Regions from separate parts of the Drosophila melanogaster genome. Here region 1 is linked to region 2. A link is a contact called in public Hi-C data. All regions are on one chromosome and are shown on one strand. Each heading gives the region's core, a stretch centred on a gene start, on an enhancer-like site or on the middle of the called end of the contact. The rest is flanking DNA. Distances are from core to core; before and after follow the strand shown. Region 1 holds the start of Xrp1 (Xrp1,). Region 2 holds the start of kibra (kibra,).

Region 1 (3,339 bases), core at 238-2,737, 4.2 Mb after region 2:
TTAGGTGATCAACACGTTGTACTTTCTGATTTTATCTTGCGCCATGGAGAAGATAAAAGCAGGAACAGTGTCGCCAAATGGAACCACGTCAGGGTGTCAAGGCCAATCGCAAAGTGCAATGCGATTGTATGTTTTGAAAAATTATAAATCTACAAAACAAATGTTCGTTCTGCTTGTTTAGGCTTTTCTGTGTCGAAATGCGCAGTTTCTTCCAGCGACTAAAGAGTTTTCACATTGGGTGAGCTCATCTTATGTAAGTGGACAACCCCCAAAATGAATCATCGGCCGGCTAATTTAAGCCAGCCAGCCAGCTACAGTTTAAGCCACCCCCTTTTTGCCCTGCACCGGTGTGAAAATTTCGCCCAACATGTTTAACAACACTATGAGTTTTCCAAAAGTTGTGGCAACATGTTGCCAAGAGATTTTCGCAGTCTCTGGCAACAAGCCAACAATACGAATCAGCTGGGCCAGACTAAAACAGCTGTTGCAACGTGTGGCAAGTGTTGCATCAGCCAATCTCAACCAGCGAGAGAGAGTTTCACTCACGTGGAGAGAAAGAGTGCGAATCTGTATTGTTTGTTGTTGCTGCATGGCAGGCTGCCAAACCAGTTGCCCTATACCTTTTGGAGCGGACATAGGTGACATATGTAACCATAAATACTTACATTTACATTAAAAATCCTGTGAATGATCATATGAATATAAATGAATATTTAGGCGCGAAAAAATACGCAAAGTATTGAACTATACTTAAGTTTCGCGGCTTTTTATTAAATACCAGTTTATTAACCCTTTGTGAGCAAACATAGTTGCTATTACTTACAACCTTAATATCTACGTTTCTAAATTATCTGGGTGCAGAGTAAAATTTATTCTTTTTTTTTAGCTTCTCTTATCTATTGTAGCCAATTTAGACCGAAATGCTATCTGTGCAATTTTCAGACTGTCGCTAGCCAAATAATATGAACGGCTATGAATAATCTGTCTGCGTTTTGCACAGTTTATTGAAAATATATATATTTTTTGTTATATTAACTTAACTGTGTTGTATGTAATACTTTGCCTCAAGTTAATAGCACATGGAAATTTTTTTTTTTCAGAACTTAAATCAGTTGATGCTAATGCATTGTTTACACCTTTTTCAGCTGCTTTCAACCAGCTAAGGGTTTTAGAGTAGAGTAGTATCTAAGAAGTAGAGGCACCCACTTATCCGAGTGGCCCATCCTCCGCATCACAAAAATAATGAGAGAAAAAGATCCCCGCGTGGAAATGTTTTGGGGGCACGGCCATAGAAAATAGACACAGCAGCTGAGAGAGCGCGTGTGTGTGAATATATGTGAATATATATTGGTGGTGGGGAAAGGGTATATGGACGGAGCGGTGAATGAAACCGGCAACGACGTCAGCAAAATTATATCAACCCCGGCCAGCGGCTGCCGTCCAGTGCTCGCAGTTGAGTCAGTTAGTAACAATACTTCGTCGCGAACAGAACAACAATTCAGTGAGTCAAGGCAAACGACAGAGCTTTCGGTGTGCAAATCAGCGTGGAATTTGTGAAATTTTCGATACGTGTTTTAGAATCCCATCTTAATGGCATCAAACGCTGAACCTCGTTACAAAGATATCCTATTCATAGAACAGTAATTTCTTTTCGTGTAAAACGTACCAGATAAACTCAACTTTGAGTGCAAAGTTCAGAGTGATTAACAGCCTGAAAAACATTTGCGAGAGACGCAATAAATTGGCGAAAATTAAACAAACAATTTCTATATATACTTCGTATCTCGGTATCTCAGATAACAGTTGTATCTAGATGCTATATAGATAAGCGCTTGTGAACACGAACACTTGACGAGTACATTAAGCATACGCCCGATCTACACAAGTGGTATCACTGAAGCAACAGCTGACCGTACCAAAAAAAAAAAAGAAAAAAAAAGAGAAAAACACTTCAAAGGCATTTTGCCCCAATATTATGTTCGTTCTGCCTGCGGTTGGTGCAACACTAACAGCAACAGCAGTGTCGAGAAAAAGCGGGAAATCCAACATCGCGTCGCCTAAGAACGTCATGCAACATTCGCCTGTCGTTGTCTTCATGTGTGTGCAACATTCGCAGCAGCAGGTTCCCATGCTCAACAACTTTATGTGTATGCGTATGCGCGGCTGGCATAACAATAAGTTTTATTGCAACAATTCAATCAATATCGAGACCTCCACGATCGGCACCGGCACTGGTGGCACTACGGGCACTAAGATCCTACGACGCTCCAAGTTGCTACGAAAGAAGCGTGACTTTAACCGCCGTCGCTTTAGTCGCCGCACTTTCTTTTGAAACCGATTCGAATAAGTCAAATAGTCACCGGAGATAAGGAGCAACAAGGATCAAGATCATATTAGTGCCGTCATCATTGGAACCTGCTCAACGTGGCAGCAACATGATGGAGGGTAAGCAACTACTGGCCACATTTCTCATTTTCCCAAAGCCAGCAACATTTGTTGCCACAACTTTGTTGCTGGCGGTGTCATTGACACTGGGTACACTTCACGTCGAGTATACATAGATAGATGAGGCCACCTACCTATAGGCCTATAGTAATCGTGAACTTTTGTAGGGCGTTGTTTTGATAGGTGTTTTGATTACATGTGAAAACGTGACGCTTAAAATAATAAATTTATATGGGGTTTCTAAACCGGATTCTGTCTTATATCTTATTCTATATTATTAGTTAAGTAACTAGTCTTAAATTTTGTATCTTTAGGATGATTACTAAATAATTAATAATGGTGACCTGTTGAGTTACAGACATTCATGCATATATGGTAGGGAAGATACAAAAATCTTTGGCTTTACTAATTTAAAACTTTAGAGACTGAGCACACCGAAACAGCTTAAAAAAACACATTTTTGGATATGCCAGACAACTGCTTGTTGCAAAAAATCACTTTAAACTTAGTCATACACTTTTAGCTACCACCACACTATATTGTATGTACATATGTAGATCACGTTTCAGATAAAAGTGATAAGATAAGATAATCAAATCGAACAAGGAAGGGGCTTTGTAGATCAATTGCTATTCATCTACACATGCAAAACGCCCTACCTTTCCATTCCCATTTCGTGGAATCGAAAAATGCGCACTCATCGTGAAAAGATTGAACGAATCGCTACGTGTTGGCCATTTATTTTGTTAATTTGCCAACTGAGGGCGTCCATTGTTGATGGTCGTCTTCGATATTCCAAGAGCTCGTGCCAGTCGGTGCGCTGCGCAAGATTGTCGTTTGAAAGTCACATATTTTTGCACGCATATGTGGACTGGCATTTAAGCTCCTCAGCTT
Region 2 (2,973 bases), core at 57-2,556:
ACTGCTGATCTCTCACCTGCGTTTTATGCCTTCTTAAGCCACTAACAACTTGCCAAGAATTTTATTCTATTTTAATTTGATTCTCAATGAGTTATCTGCTTCACTTATTAGCCATTAAGCAGCAATTGGGGTTTATAAGCACTCTTGATAGTTTGCGATGTTAAAGCATCTATAACTTATTTAAAACACAACCTGTTGGTTTGGTCATTCGTTATGTATGCCTCATTTCTGATAATTGTTCTAGTAGTTTTAATAAGTTTAAACTAACTTTCCAAATGCAAATATCTTATAATTATATTTCAGATCGCCCTTGTTTCAATTTCGTTTCTTTAATTGACCCTTTCCGGAACACTTACCAATCTCTGGGATCCAGCCAGGTGGTCTTCTTGTTGATATGATCTATGTAATAGGTCTTGCCATCGAAATCCTTGGCGATATCCCAGCCATCGGGAAGTGGGAAGTCGCTGTGGTGTTGTTGCTGCTGCTGATGATGCGTGTGTTGTTGTTGTTGCTGTTGTTGATGATGATGATGATGTTGCTGTTGCTGCTGTTGGGGTCGCAGGTGGTGGGGATGCAGATGATGCTGCGATTGCGATGCGGTTTGTTGCAGATTCGGCATTTTAACTTTGTTTCTCGCCGTGTACTTTGGTTAGTCTGAGAAAACGTCGTTGTTGCTGGATTTTTCACCCGACGCGCGCCTTTTCTTTCTTTTCGCTATTGCTATCTACGTTTGCTTCTTTTTTCGGGGGGTTTCTCTTTGCGCTGTTTACATTAGCAAAGACATTTCAATTCCGTTTCTTTTGCTCCGGCGATAATGGAGACCGACCCGCACACACACACACACAACACGGCCACACGGTGACGGGCGTAGAGGCACACACCGAGCCAACTCGAATACACACGCGCGCAGGGGAGAGAGAGCGGGAGAGCGCGGGCGCGCTCTCAATTATTTATTTACTTTTTTCGTAACTGCATTCCATTCCAGCTCAAACACACGCACACATATGGGGGACGAACACAAGCGCACACGATCACTGCTCACAGTTGGTGCTGCTTCTTTTCATTTCTTGTTGTTGCAAGCGTTTGAACTCCTTTACTTATTTTCTTATTTTCGCCTAATTGAAACTAATTAACGACGATAATCCAACCATCCACTTGGTGTTCACAAAAAAATATGTACTTCAGTTTAGTGAGTTCGCGCCGTCGCCGATCTCTTCGGTTCCGGAATTCCTTGGGGGAGCAGCAAAAAACACGAGTAGCGCGCTTGATGACCGTCCGATTCGGATTCGGAATTTGTTTTGGTAACATTCGCTGCTAGTGGTGTAGCAGAAAACATCGCATTGCATATCGATACACTCGCGGCGATGTTATTCGATGTATTGGTTGATATCGATATTATAGGCTGTATTGACGCGGTTGCAGAGATGCGATATTTAACAATCATGCACGAAAAGTATTTATTGTTATTTGGCTTGTGTAGTCCCCAAGCATAGGTGTAATTGTTGAGGGAAGAAAATAGGAGTTGTACGTTCAAAGATCGGCTTGGTAACAGGAACTAGTTCGGTTCTTCAAGCGATGTTAATCAAAGCCAGTTCCGATAGATCATGTTAACTCGCTCTGTTAACAATTACTGTTATCTTAATCCTAACATTTCCGTTACATTTTAAAAACAGAAAAAGAAAAAATTTAAAAAAAAAGACTGTAAACTGAGTTACGCATTTCGAAATCAATATGTATCCCAACCATAGATAGAAAAATAAATTATGTTTCCGAAACATAACTTCAATAAAACCACAATTTCGCTTGCTTTGTACGTTTGATATTGTATTTGCATTTTATGAATTGTAAAAATTGAGTCAACAAGACTAACACAGCTTCAGCTCAAGACACATGCAATTTCATTGACATTGTTTAATTGTATATATTAAAGGAAATCAATTAGGATATAAAGAGAGAAACCTTTTTGCCGCTTATGCGATGCCAACTATCTGGATCTGGATTGTCTAACACGAAACCCTAACTAATTGGTAAATTAAACATAAATTAATCATATCGGTCAACAACTACAACTAAATATTAGTTATTAGCGGATAAAGAGCGCCCCATAAACTATTTACACTAAGCTTTAGTCTACTAGAGTCCCGGATTCCATCTCCGCTCCTCGGATCTTCGGATCTTAACTCAGATGTTCGGATCTTCAAGTTCTAGGAGAGAACTGGTGCAGTGCATCCGTTATTCAGGCGATACTCGGCATAGACCAGTCCGGTGTTGTGCCAGTGATAGAAGGCGGCCACGATGATCAGGTGCCACCAGTTGTGCGAATGCCCAACGAAGTCCACCTTGCCGGTGAACCAGCGCTCCGGAATCTTGGCCGCATAGAAAACGAAGGCGACGAGGCAGAGCAAGTACATGAGCACGATGCGGGGCACCATCAGCTGCAAATGGTAATGATTGATGGATTAGCAAATGACAAGATTCCATAAATTTCCAACTGATGCCTACCCTGACTAGCTCGTTCTCCAGACCGCCCATGGCCACCGCCCAGTGGCCCAGAGGTATGATTCCATAGGCAGACCAGAGTAGCAGCACCGCCACCTTGCCGTTCATGGACACATTCAAACGGGGTATCTGCACGGCAATGGCCAGTGCGAACATGCCCAGTGCAATCGTGGAGTACAGGGTGCGCAGGAAGGTGTGGCACCAGAAGGCATAGTACATGCCACTGATATAGATGGCCACCAGCGACAGCGAAATGCCCAGGAAGTCAACGGACAGAAAGAGCTCGTAGTGCTCCTCCGATTTGCAGGAGAAGATGTGGTATATGGCGGACATCAGCATGCACAGACAGAAGCAGACCAGCAGGCAGACCACCAGCACCTGGTCGCTCAGGGAGGCGTGGAGGCGCAGGAACTGCAGATCGAAGATGGTCAGTCCAATGAACAGGATGCAACCGGCCAGATGGCTCCAGATGTT

What was found. A called contact is a pair of places that touch in the nucleus more often than the background predicts.
Region 1: a contact with region 2 is called in a Hi-C map of the Kc167 cell line, with 2.7 times the contacts expected there. The contact joins the promoter of Xrp1 here to the promoter of kibra in region 2. A contact is called at or near these places in 2 of 107 Hi-C or Micro-C datasets (the Kc167 cell line and eye imaginal disc).

The regions. Positions count from the first base shown.
Region 1 is chr3R:18,913,481-18,916,819 of dm6, forward strand. Xrp1 (Xrp1,) reads left to right here and starts at 1,488. Exons shown (of 5, transcript NM_142504.4): 1 at 1,488-2,445.
Region 2 is chr3R:14,722,955-14,725,927 of dm6, forward strand. kibra (kibra,) reads right to left here and starts at 1,307. Exons shown (of 9, transcript NM_001300400.1): 1 at 357-1,307. The coding sequence starts at 619. It overlaps CG7530, which reads right to left. Exons shown (of 6, transcript NM_169599.2): 5 at 2,503-2,973; 6 at 1,806-2,435. The coding sequence ends at 2,205.